2 separate regions of the Zea mays genome follow, and region 1 is linked to region 2. A link is a contact called in public Hi-C data. All regions are on one chromosome and are shown on one strand. The core of a region is the stretch at or near the end of the contact, and the rest is flanking DNA. Distances in the headings are between cores, read along the strand shown. Region 1 holds the start of LOC103643317 (aminopeptidase M1-B). Region 2 holds the start of LOC103643309 (golgin candidate 4).

Region 1 (6,046 bases), core at 921-3,420, 350 kb after region 2:
AAATGGAGAATCAAAGGTATGAATCTAACCCTTAGTCAATTGTTTTAGTTACTAACTATGCTCATTTAAGTGCTAGGAAACTCTCCAAGTCGAGACAAAGTGGAGCAAAGAAGTTTGGCTTGGATTAACCAAACCTGCGCCAGCCTGGGCGCACCGGTCTGTCCGGTGTGCACCGGACAGTATCCGGTGCCTAGGCCATCGGCTGGTGGACAGACCACTCTCAGGGAAATTGCTAGACACACTGGCTATAATTCACTAGACTGTCTAGTGAGCCAGACGACAAACGGCTCTCGCCAGTGCCAACGGTTGGCGCATAATCAACGGTGGACACGTGGTAGCATCAGACTGTCCAGTGCACCATCGAACTATCCGATGTGTCAGGCAGCCGAAGGATGCAATGACTAACTCGACAGTCGACGTGGAGGGGATGGAAAGAAATCAAAAAAATGTTATACGAAGAATGGAGACATCAATAAAAAATCTTGAGATCTTTTTAGTGGATAGTTTATGTGATATTGTTGTGAGCCGTCGCAACGTATAAGCAATCGAATATTTCTATACTATATTAAAGTATTAGTTTCAACGATCATTACACGTCATTTTTTACAAATAACACCTCACATATATTTCAAATTAATCCGCCCATCCCTCCGCGCAACCAACTTCCACGTCCCAAACCATGCCAAACGGTGGCCCGACACGAGCCTGCTAGGCCCGCGGCGCCCGCGGGCTGCAGCTCTGGCCTAGGCACGGCACAGCGGCCTGTTGACTATGTCGGGGGGCTGCAGCTCTAGCCCAGGCACGGCACACCAACCTGTTGACCATGCCGGGTCAGCCCGTTAGTCTGTCAGGCCATTTGGTTAAATCAGCGTAAAATAATGTTAAAAAACAGTGTAGGAGGTGAGGTTTGAAGCCACACCCTGATGGAAGAAGGACGAAAGACACTGAGTGAAGCCATCTAACCAGTAGAATATCATGCTTAAGTGTTTTCAATATTGAATATAAATAGTACATATATATACACGATTTTTTTGTAAAATAAAAAAATAATCGTGTCGGGCCAGACCAGCACTACGGGTCGAGGCTATGACCCAAGCACCGCACGGCGCTCGTGCTGGGCTGGTCTAGACACTATAAATGGTCCGTGCCTGGGGCCGACTCGCCAGACACAACCCATTTAGCCATCTATACATCCGCACGATAATGATGACCCTCGTCTAAGTTGTCGCCACCTTGTTCCACATCCTGTTTTTTCTTTTCTCCCCTCATGCCTCCGCCTCAGCGCCACCCCATTCTCGGCAGAGGACGTGGGAGCGGGCACTTCCTCCCCATATTCGTCCAACAGCAATCCCAACGCCGATCCGCGCAGTGGCTATTGCACGTACACGAGAACGTTTCACATCATGCGCGCACCATCGTTTTTGCCATCGTTGGATGTCCCGTTCGTTTTTTCGGCCTTCGCCCTGTTCTTCCTCCCCAATCTGCTGCCCCCGCCCACAGTCGCAGCCGCGATACGACCGACGCTCGTCGACGCGGGTACGGGGCAAGTCGGTCTTGCTCCTGACCTTTCTCCATGCGTGCCACCGAGGAGGACACGATGTTGCTGCCATGTTTATGTTATCTTGGCGATGAGGAGTTTATGTTTGAGATATTGGACAACCAGGGGCCGTAGTGCAACAACAATCGACATATGCTACAGAGTTGGTGGTGGTGTTGTATCGTCTCGACGGGTCCAGGACTGGAAAGGCACTCACCCTTCTCGGACTGACGCCTAGTGCGGGTGCCTCTCGGTTTGGAGCTGCTCCGGCTGGGCTTCTTTCTCCGCCTGTGTGCTCTCTCTATATGTATCTAGCAGTATACTATCTATGTCGCCTCCAGATGCTCAGGTCTTCGTCGTGTCCTTCTCCAGCAACGAACGGGTACGCCCACCTCTTTCCTTCACTTCTTGCTCTACGAAATCTTGGAAGTGGGGGAGGCGAGAGATGTGGTCCCTAATTTGCTGCCTATGGTACCCGTGCATTCAAAAAAATATTATAAGAGAGTAGAGATAATCAATAATTTTTTTAGATCTTTTTGTTAATAATTTACATAGATATTATTGTGAGTGGTCGACGGACAACCGAACTAGTAAAATATTAAATTTATCTTAACTATCCGATAACTGTTCCCTAACCCAAGAAGAAACAGGCCGACAAAGCGTGTCGAGGAAGCTAACCCAAGCTGTGTCCATTCCGGTAACAAATCGAGTCACAGTTGGTCTGCTCCCTACCGTCGCCGTTTCCGCACTTTCCTCGTCACACAAGTCCACCTCCACCGCCGCACGCCGCCGCTCCTCCGCATCCGCGACCGCGACCTCGAGGTCGCCCTCCCTCCGCGCCAGCTGCAATGGCGGCCTCGCCGGACCAATTCCGGGGGCATGCGCGCCTCCCGCACTTCGCGGCCCCGCTCCGCTACGACCTCCGCCTCCGCCCGGACCTCGCCGCGTGCACCTTCACGGGCGCCGCGGCCATCGCCGTTGTCGTGTCCGCGCCCACCCGCTTCCTCGTCCTCAACGCTGCCGAGCTGGATGTCGATCGCGCCTCCATCCGTTTCCAGGTGTGCATTCGCGGCCCCCATCTTTCGATCGAGGCCCTTCTCATCTTACTGACTATATTTTTTTTGTGTTATTGCAGGATTTGGCGCCGACAGATGTGGCTCAGTTCGATGAGGATGAGATCATGGTCATCAGCTTCGACCGGGAGCTGCCCTTCGGAGAGGGCGTGCTCACCATGGACTTCACCGGCACGCTCAACGATCAGATGAGGGGATTTTACAGGAGGTACGCTTCCTCTTACTGTACTAGTTTGTTGTGCATGCCATACTCCAATTATTCCTAGTTGTTAGGTATGTACTCTAGGCTGTTAGTTTCAGTGGCGACAAATTCGTGTTTGGGACCAACCAATACAGTATTTACAGTTGCCTCACTAGCAGGCCAATTGTGTACACCAGGGACATCTGGATACATTCTTGTTGCCATGCATATTACGTGAAAAGTGTGAGGTAGTTACACAGCGGTGACAGATATCTTAGAATCTGTAGTGTCACAGTCTTGCAAAAGGGCCTCTAGCTGAGTTGGTTAGGTGGTCTGAGTAATACTTCTCATGTCCTAGGTTTAACTCCCAGTGGGAGCGAAAACTGAGGTTAAAAAAATCACTCGCTGGTTCCCTTGTGTAAGGGACTATGGTGAACCGACCTATGGTGGGCGGGCCCTCGTGTAAGGGACTGGTTGTGTGGGTTAGCCTCAAAGCGCGGGTTAAGGCCCAAATCATAGGAGGCAGCATCCCCATGTATGAGGGAGCCATCTTTTATAGTTTTTCTTGGCCGGGCTCCGATTGAGCTCTTCTTAGTGAAATACCATGGAAGCGGTCTTTCCCCGGCCGAGTTGTTTTTTTAGTGTCACAGTCTTGATCTGACATCTGATCATGATTCTACTAACAGCCTGATTGGCTGTCTTTGCTGCACAGCTGCAGCTGCCGGCTGCTACTGCCTGTTATGTGTTTTGTGCACAAATTACCGTAGCTGCTCTGACGGAAGGCTGCAAGCAGCAGTTCTGTCACTGCTGCAACTATCACAGTCACAGCCGATCAGAGCCTAATTCTGTGTCAACTTGAAATTGGTCTTTATTCATTAAAAAAAGTTTTTTTTATTATCCAGAAAACTGTCACCAGGATTTTAGCCAGGATGCTGATCCTGAATTCCTGATAATCATGCCCAATATGTGATCTGTACCATCTGATAGTCACCATACTAATGTACTAGTAATCACACAGAGTGCTCCACTGCTCCAGGACATAATTCTCTGCCTACCTTTCTGGCCAGGGTAGCAGCCTGCACTTGTTGCACCCTGCTCCAGTTCATCTTTCTCTGTTTTCAAGTTCCATGGCATTGGATTCACCGTGTGCTTTGTGCTGGATCCTTAGCCAGCACTGGTCCTTGCTACTCCTATCTGCTGCCATCCTAGCTATCTAAGGTAGTGTTACTGTGTTAGTCGTCTTCTCCTCTTTGCAGTCCACAAGTTCTTCCTCTGCCTCCCTGCCACTGGCTTCGCATCTGTGGAGAATCAAGCTCATGATCCCCTCTTCTTGCGCCTCTTTTCTCACACACTTCCTTTCCATGCTCTACTCCTGCTGGCGGCGGCGGTGGTGATTGAATAAAGGAGCCTATGATGATGGTTAACAGGCAATGTAGACAGTGGATAAAAGGGGTAACATAGGGAAAATTGTTGTGAAGGATATGTACCATGTGTAGGGGTGGTAATGGGCTCTAAATTTTACACTATGAAATTTAAGGATCGAGTTGGATTAGGATAGATCTCTAATTGGATTAGGATAGGTCTCTATTCCTATTCATTTTGAACTAAAAATTATTAAGGGCCCTAATTTATTGTGAAGAAATATTTGGATCGTGATCCATTACCACCCCTAACCATGAGTACCACACCAACCTTCGCAAAGAAGAGCCTGAGTAGAAGAGTCTATGGACTCGGCCACAAACCTATGGACTCGACAATAAGTCCGGAGGGAGCCTAAAGACAGGAGGTTTCTAGAACTTTAGATATGGCTAAGATCTCAACCTAACAAATAAGCTTGTAAACATACAACGGGATTCATGTACAACTTGGTAACCGGCTCTGTTTCATTGTGAACTTTGTAACTGACTCAGTGCCTACCCTATAACCGCTGTCCCTCTTTAGGATATAGAAGGAGGTGCAAGGGGACCCCTGATCATTTGAAGATACAACAACAGAACCACCACACGCAGGTTGTAGAGTATTATCTCACATTAAAGCCAGAACCTGTATAAATCCTGTGTCTCTGTGCTGTAACTTTCAACTCTCGGTCTCGTGACATACCTCATATATTCACTATCGAACAATTTTCGATTATGATTGCATAATTCGTATATTCACTATCAAACAGTTTTCGACAATTATTGTGTAATTCTTGGCTTCACTTGTAGACTAGGCACTCTAATCAATTCCCAAGGTAGTTCATCATCTGATCATCAGGCATCTCTTTAGAAGAAGCTCCGATCAAACCATCTGGACAAATACGCTTGTTTGAATTCATATTAATTGATTCCCTTCTAACTAGATAATCTGTAAACCTGGAAATAGACAACTGACTAGTACTCTATAACCTTACCTAATACTAACCAACTAGATATCTCACATAAACTAACTTATCTTTTTCCATAACATGGCGTAGTCAGGTATTCTGTTATTGGTGACATATTTATTGTCAAAGTTAACTAGCACAAGCAGGAATGCAGGATGCAGTAAATCTGTGCATAATAACCATGCCATTATGACTAATGTGCTTGGAGAGAGACCATAAGTTCGTAACTGTTTCTGGAACCTTTATCCATGGAATGTTAAAAAGCAATATTGTAATTTTGGGATATTTTGATATATTAGTGGTTGTCTAATGATGTAATTCGAAATTTTCTTGATATTAATGTTTTTATGTATGAAGTGACCTTTCCTATTGTTTTCTGGTGGCATTTCTTGCAGCAAATATGTGTACAATGGAGAGTCAAGAAATATGGCAGTTACACAGTTTGAAGCCGCTGATGCACGGAGGTGCTTTCCATGTTGGGATGATCCTGCATTTAAGGTGATCAACATGTTCTTTATTTTCCTGGACAATGTTTCGATATATTCCCAACTATGAGAATACAACAACAACAAAGCTTTTTATCCCAAGCAAGTTGGGGTAGGTTAGAGTTAAAAACCCAATAGAACCAAAAGTCAAGGTTCTCAAGCATATGGATAACTGTTTTCAATGTACTTCTATTCAAGGCTAAATCTTTGGGTATATCCCATCCTTTCAAGTCTTCTTTAGCTGTCTCTTCCCATGTCAACTTTGATCTTCTTCCTCTCTTTTTTAGATATATATTAAGAAGAGAGAGAGAAAGGTCTAAGAGACCCAAAAACACAACAACACACTCCCTATGGAGGCCAGTAACACTCGTACATGAAAGGATCCATAAAAAACATCCACACACA
Region 2 (6,048 bases), core at 2,862-5,361:
GATTTTGATTAGATCTGATTATAGGCCACCCGATCCGACCCGACCAATGCAACGGGCGGGTACGGGCCATAGTTTTTTACCCGTAATAATTCACGGGCCATGATTTTTGACCCAAAACCCGACCCAACCCGAAAAACCCGACCCAAAGCCAAAAAACCTAACCCAACCCGAAAAAACCCGACCCAAAGCCAAAAAACCCGATCCAATCTGAAAAAACCCCGACCTGACACGTCAAACAGGAGACACGGGCCAACCCGACACTCGACACGGGTTGGGTATGGGCAATGATAAATGGCCCACGACCTTGACCCGACTCGAACCCGACCCGACGTTTGAACAGGTCTAGTTTTGATGGTGTATTAAGTCTAGGTGTAATTTGTTTGTTGGATTTAGTGGAGGTTATGGGCGTGGGGGTGCTTTGGGTTGGGTGGGTTTTGCAAAGTTTTAACTGATAGATTATATAGTGGTATAGATAAAGGTGATATATAATATACTCGTAACTGATTTGCTGCTCGCTTATATTTTTGTTGTCTGTGGCAGGTCTGGAGGCTTGAAAGGGCTGTTCACCGGCGTCGGCCCACGTGTTGCACGTGCTGGTCCATCAGTTGGTATCGTCGTTTCCTTCTACGAGGTTGTCAAGTATGCTATTCATCAAAGGCACACCTCATGATCCAGTTTTTAGTTGAAAAAGGGATGGAAGCCCTTTCACTTTGTAAAAACAACACCGACCCCGGTTTCCGAAAGTAGGCCTCGTTACTCTGACCTTTTGGACGGTCAGGGCTAGGTGTAACATCAGAGTGCTCAACAGTCGACTCAACAGCCTTTTTCGTCGACAATGTCCATCTCGGTGGAGGATAACATATCAGTTTTGCCTGGCAGGTTTTGGATCATTGCCTAATCTTATGTTTGGGCGGATCTGAAGCTGCTTTGTTTAACTTGTTAGGTAGTCTCTGTAATTGAAGGTGTAGTAGCGCATACGCTGATCAAATAATAATACCCTCGGAACTACAGAAGAAATCTTGCACATCCTAGTCTGATGCTTTCTCCCAACCATGTCTTAGTTTCAAGTTTGCAACTAGGTTATTTTGTCGGTTAGATGTTATATGCGTGTACGATCGTTGTTCAACAAAGTTTATATTGCTTAAAGAAGCGTTTGCAGCAAAGTACCTTTGCACGGGTGGCTTGGAAGTTTTTAGGACAGTCTGGGAGCCACAAAACCGGACCGGAGGAGGGTTGGAGAGGAGCCGGTTTTGTTTGTGGCTCCTAAACTAGCACTTTCAGCTCATGTGACTTTCAGCTAATGGCCTTTGGTATCTGTGGGATCTCTCTGATCGCAAATGGCATGGGGACCTCCAGCTCATGTGACGCCTTCAAATTGCTACGGAAGTTTACTCCAAAATATATCATTTTGTTACTTTATCTGTTCTAAATTTAAATTACAAGCGGATACTAATATAGGACGGAAAGTCTTTTTGTTGACAACTTGGCATCCGTAGACCCTAAACCCGTGTCATTATGTGCTTTTGTTTAGGGTTTAGGCTGCATGATTCATCTGTCTGTGCGTAGATCGTTGGATTTACTTCCGATTTGTGCAGAAGATTGTGGTTGCTCGGAATATGTGTTCATTGGCATCCCATAAAGTGGTTGGGATGGTCGTGTCAATTTGCAGCCGATGAATTATGCATTTTCCCTATAGATTCAACCTCTTGTGTAGGGAAATTAGCAACCACATATTATCAAATGCACGCGCTAACCTTTTGTAATCATCTTGCATACCTCATATGATTTATTGCATTTGTTCTCGTTGCTCATCTATGTAAGATCTAAAAGATTGAATTTTGTTTGTTTCACTTACTTTGGGGTAGCTGCAGTAGGTCGGAGCGAAGCAAGATCAGTCACCCGCTGCAAGACGACCATGTGATTCATGTCCACTTTAAAGTTGGCCAGGAATTTCGCCTGTGCTTTCTTGATCAGCTGCTCCTTGTGTTCGTTGAACTCCTGCTGATCTTTAGCTGTCAGAGTCTCCATAGTCGACTCGATGATGTCGTTGGGAGAGATATTGGAGTTATCCTTTGAACTGGCCATTGAGAATCAATCTGATGGATCCTCGCGCATGTCCCAGCGGAGTCGCCAAAAAGTATGTTGACGTCAATGTAGCCGCCAATCGCCGCGAAGTGTGCCGACAGCGGTGCCCTCTGCGGTAGCGCGGACGGTCCGTAGCCTAGGGCCGGACGGTCTGTGACCTACAACAGGAGTTGAGTCTTCTTTGCGCCAAGCCAAACGGTCTGTGTGTGTGCAGAGGCGGCGACATTTGCTAACAACATCTGGATCTGACCCTCTAGGAGGGACCCCGTTAGGGATGAGAGATACTAGGGTTTGTCTTGGGATCGACAGTCCACCCAAGACGTCTCCAGACGACGTAGAGTTGTAGAGAGGTGAAAAAGACTATGTTACTGTCTACTCTTAGGGCAAAAGTAAATGAACAGAAGATATATTGATTTTGGTTTGATTGTTGGTTTTCAATCGGTCGTACATCTTCAAATATATAAGGGGGGTCTGGATCCGTTTCTATGCGTCCTCCAACAACTCCCATGATTTTAGAGAGATAAACTCGCGTGAAGATAAGAATTAATCCGCCTGATCTGATCTAATGGCGGACTGTCCGATTATGCCCCGTGCTACAAATGGTGCCCAACACATTTCTAATATATCTATCCATAGCTTTTTTTGAGATTGAGTTAACTCCTATATTCTTTACCTCTTTTTACGCTTTTGAGAACCCGAGTCATATTTTCTAGACCAATTTGCAGAAGACATGGCTTGAATTCTGAAATATGAAGCACTGCATTATGCACATGTATTACTATGTGTACGTAAGATAACAGGGACAACATTGAAGAATTGAACCAATAAAGAAATGATCAAATCGTACCTGTGTTGTGCAGGGAGCAGGCGTAGTGAGCAGTGTGTTGTGTGCACAATGTACAACCTGCAGGCAAATCACCTCCACTTCTCGTACTACCATATATTTCATGATAACGCTACTATTCTACGAAAAGTAGGAGAGAGATCGACGATGACGACGGCACGATAGGATGGGATGGGTTGACAACTGCGATGGCAGCGGCATAAGTGAAGGGAAGGGAGCGAGGTTGGGGGCGGCGAGATTGCAGGTGTGGGAGAGAGATGAGATGATAGATGATCTAAATAATATTATTTATTGGATTTGAGGAAGTAAGAGAGATGGTTATCTAGTGATTTGAACCATTGTTTTTTATGGAAACTACAATATATTTATCTTTCTGACTAGAGTTTATCATTTTTGAACAATCGACAATTTCAATCCCGTATTTCGACAGTTGGTTTCCGTGTTTGTTTTCGTCGTCAAAAAAATATGAAAACAAAAACAATTTAGTTGTTTTTCGATCGTTTTCAACCGTTTTCATCTCTGCTGTTGCTCGGTGGCTGGCCTGCGTGGCCTCTTTGGGCCAGACAAGTTAATTTCCTTGCTAATATAAACCAGAATAAAATGGGAAAATACCCACTAAAACGGGATACCGGAAATAGGGACGAGAAACAATCTTAATTGTTTTCGCACCCGTTTCCGTTTGTTCTCATCCCGTTTTCGTATCGTTTTCATATTTTCGCGAAAATACGAAAATGATTGGGAAAATATGAGAATACTGTGCGGGATGGGACGAGATTTTTCCTATTCGTTTTCATCCCTAAGGGCTATTAGAATTTGGGCCCCATGTTCTATTGAACCGGTTGCACTTCCATAGGAACGACCCTACTGATTACAGTCCATTTTTGTTGCACATCTGTTTGTTTTAATTCGTTTTCGTGTAACCGTAACCCTTCTGTTTTCGGCTATACTCCTCCCGCTCTCGCTCCCGTTTTCAGTAAAAAATGGTAACCAAAATGTGAGGGGTTTTTTCGACTGTTTTCGTTCGTTTTCATCCCTACTTGGAGCTTGATTAGAAATGATAGAACTAGTTAATTTCTTCGCTTGTCTTTAATTTGTATCGACTTTTACTATTTTTATAATATTTGTAGCTGCACCAATTTAAACAACTATGTTTAATTTGAAGCGAACAATCCAGTGCTTTTTAGGAGAGGATGCAAGAGAAGAAAGTAAGAGCAGTCCATGGCTCCATGCTCGAGATCCGGATCCACCATGGCTCGCGCTACAAAGTCGAGCCGGCGAAAAGACCGGAAAACTTTAAATGAAGAATCAAATCGAAATAAAATAAATGGGAAAAAATGTCTTCGTCCCTAACCCAGCCTAGCGTCGCGTGGCCTCCTTCCGTTACTCTCCTCCCACCACTCTCAGATCTCCCCACCCCTCCCCGTCTCGTGTCGCCACCGCCCCCAAACCCTATCCCCGCCTCGTTGGATCGGGTCAGACCTCGGCTTCACGCCACGAGGAGCAGCGGTGGCGCCCGCTGCGTCGATGCGGAGCTCTATCGCGACCTACCGGGAGAGCCTGTCTCGGCTCGCCGGCGAGGTCGACGACGCCGCTGCCGACGAGGTCCCTGGGCCGCCGCTCGCCCCGGCAGCTAGGGGCGTCGACATATCCGCCACACCACCGTCGTCGGGAAGGCGCCGACGGTACTCCCGCCCTGGCCCCGGCTCCGATGCCACCGAGCCCGACGAGGTAAACCCCCATTCCCCGCCGCAAATTTCTCAGGTGGATTGGTTCAAATAGAGGTTCAGGTGTGCCTGGTAAGTTCTCGGGATCCTTTTGAGAGTGCATCTACCGACGCCTTTTAGATAGTATGGTTTCGATCACTCAACCAGCGCGTGTAGCCAAGTTATTACGGGAAATTCACATTGATGAGCAGGATGTTGATGTTGGAAGAAAAACCAGTATATAGAGTGTTGATATCCGGGTTTAAGGGGGTGCTGATAGCGAGGTGGGTAAGGTATCATTGTAGGTTAATGTAGCCTCTACCTCCGATTAATTGATCCTGTGGTTAACGTGGCTTCGAGTTAGGGTGCATAAGTTCATCTAAGTTGGTAAACTGATGATATATCAGTTTACCGATGCTACTTCAAACAGAAATGTTGCGTATTATATCAAGAGTCTGTTCTAATAGATGGTTAAAAGCAGTGAGAAGTAAACTCTTTCCTGGGATAGCATGCAACCAAAAACGGGGCTGGTTACTTGTGATCTTAGACAACGCATATTGCACAGAAGCTGTACCTGGGGACTGGTGGACTATAAGAAACTTGTTGATTGTCTGTCAATCCGTCAAAATGTTGAACTGTAAAGTGAACTATTATTTGGTATGTTGCATGAGGTTCTACTTGTTCTAAGAACAGATCTTACTGGTTCCATTCCCACATGACAAATTGTGAAAGCAGTGTAATAAGTATGAATTGATGTAATTTCATTTTCCTTTGCAGATTTCTAAACTGAGGGATGACATTCAAAAGCTTCAAGCTTCTGAGGCTGAAATAAAGGCACTATCTTTCAATTATGCTGCAATGTTGAAGGAAAAAGAGGTATGCCTTCTTTAAAGTCCCTGTTTCTCCCTTCTCACTTATCTGCTTGCCAGATCATTTTTACTGGATACCTTGTTTTGAATGCCATAATCAATTTTAGTTAGGTTTTCACATCATAATAAGGTTAGTATGTACAATTTTTATTTCATTAAAACATAGACAATTTTACTGATTTTACGTGGCAGGCTTACAAGTTTGCTTATATTTGGGGTGTATTGTTTTTTTTTTGTAGGAGCAACTGGGAAAACTTCGTGAAGAAAATGGGTCTCTTAAAAGAAGCTTGGAGAGCTGTAAGGCAGTTTCAGCCAATTCTAATGTAATCATGTGTTTTATTCACTTTTATAGTGTTACTGTGTGTCATCTATTATGCAACATGCTACCATGATAAACTATTAACATAAGATCTTACAGGGCACTTTGGAAAGATCACCTAGAGTGCAAAGGAATGCAGTTCAGGAAAATTCATTGAATCTCACCAAGCAGAACGGATATGGTGGTGGTTCTTCTCACAGTACCCAGACAAATGGTCTGCATCCAATG

What was found. A called contact is a pair of places that touch in the nucleus more often than the background predicts.
Region 1: a Hi-C map of leaf shows a contact between it and region 2, with 4 times the contacts expected there. The contact joins the promoter of LOC103643317 here to the promoter of LOC103643309 in region 2. A contact is called at or near these places in 3 of 25 Hi-C or Micro-C datasets (bundle sheath, endosperm and leaf).

Annotation. Positions count from the first base shown.
Region 1 is chr1:221,916,213-221,922,258 of Zm-B73-REFERENCE-NAM-5.0, forward strand. LOC103643317 (aminopeptidase M1-B) reads left to right here and starts at 2,171. Exons shown (of 19, transcript XM_020546704.2): 1 at 2,171-2,595; 2 at 2,673-2,818; 3 at 5,552-5,654. The coding sequence starts at 2,386.
Region 2 is chr1:221,564,305-221,570,352 of Zm-B73-REFERENCE-NAM-5.0, forward strand. It overlaps LOC103643309 (golgin candidate 4), which reads left to right and starts at 4,112. Exons shown (of 15, transcript XM_008666462.3): 1 at 4,112-4,657; 2 at 5,410-5,508; 3 at 5,741-5,824; 4 at 5,920-6,048. The coding sequence starts at 4,454. LOC100502509 (Mitochondrial carrier protein MTM1) reads left to right here. Exons shown (of 10, transcript NM_001196987.1): 10 at 541-1,011. The coding sequence ends at 670.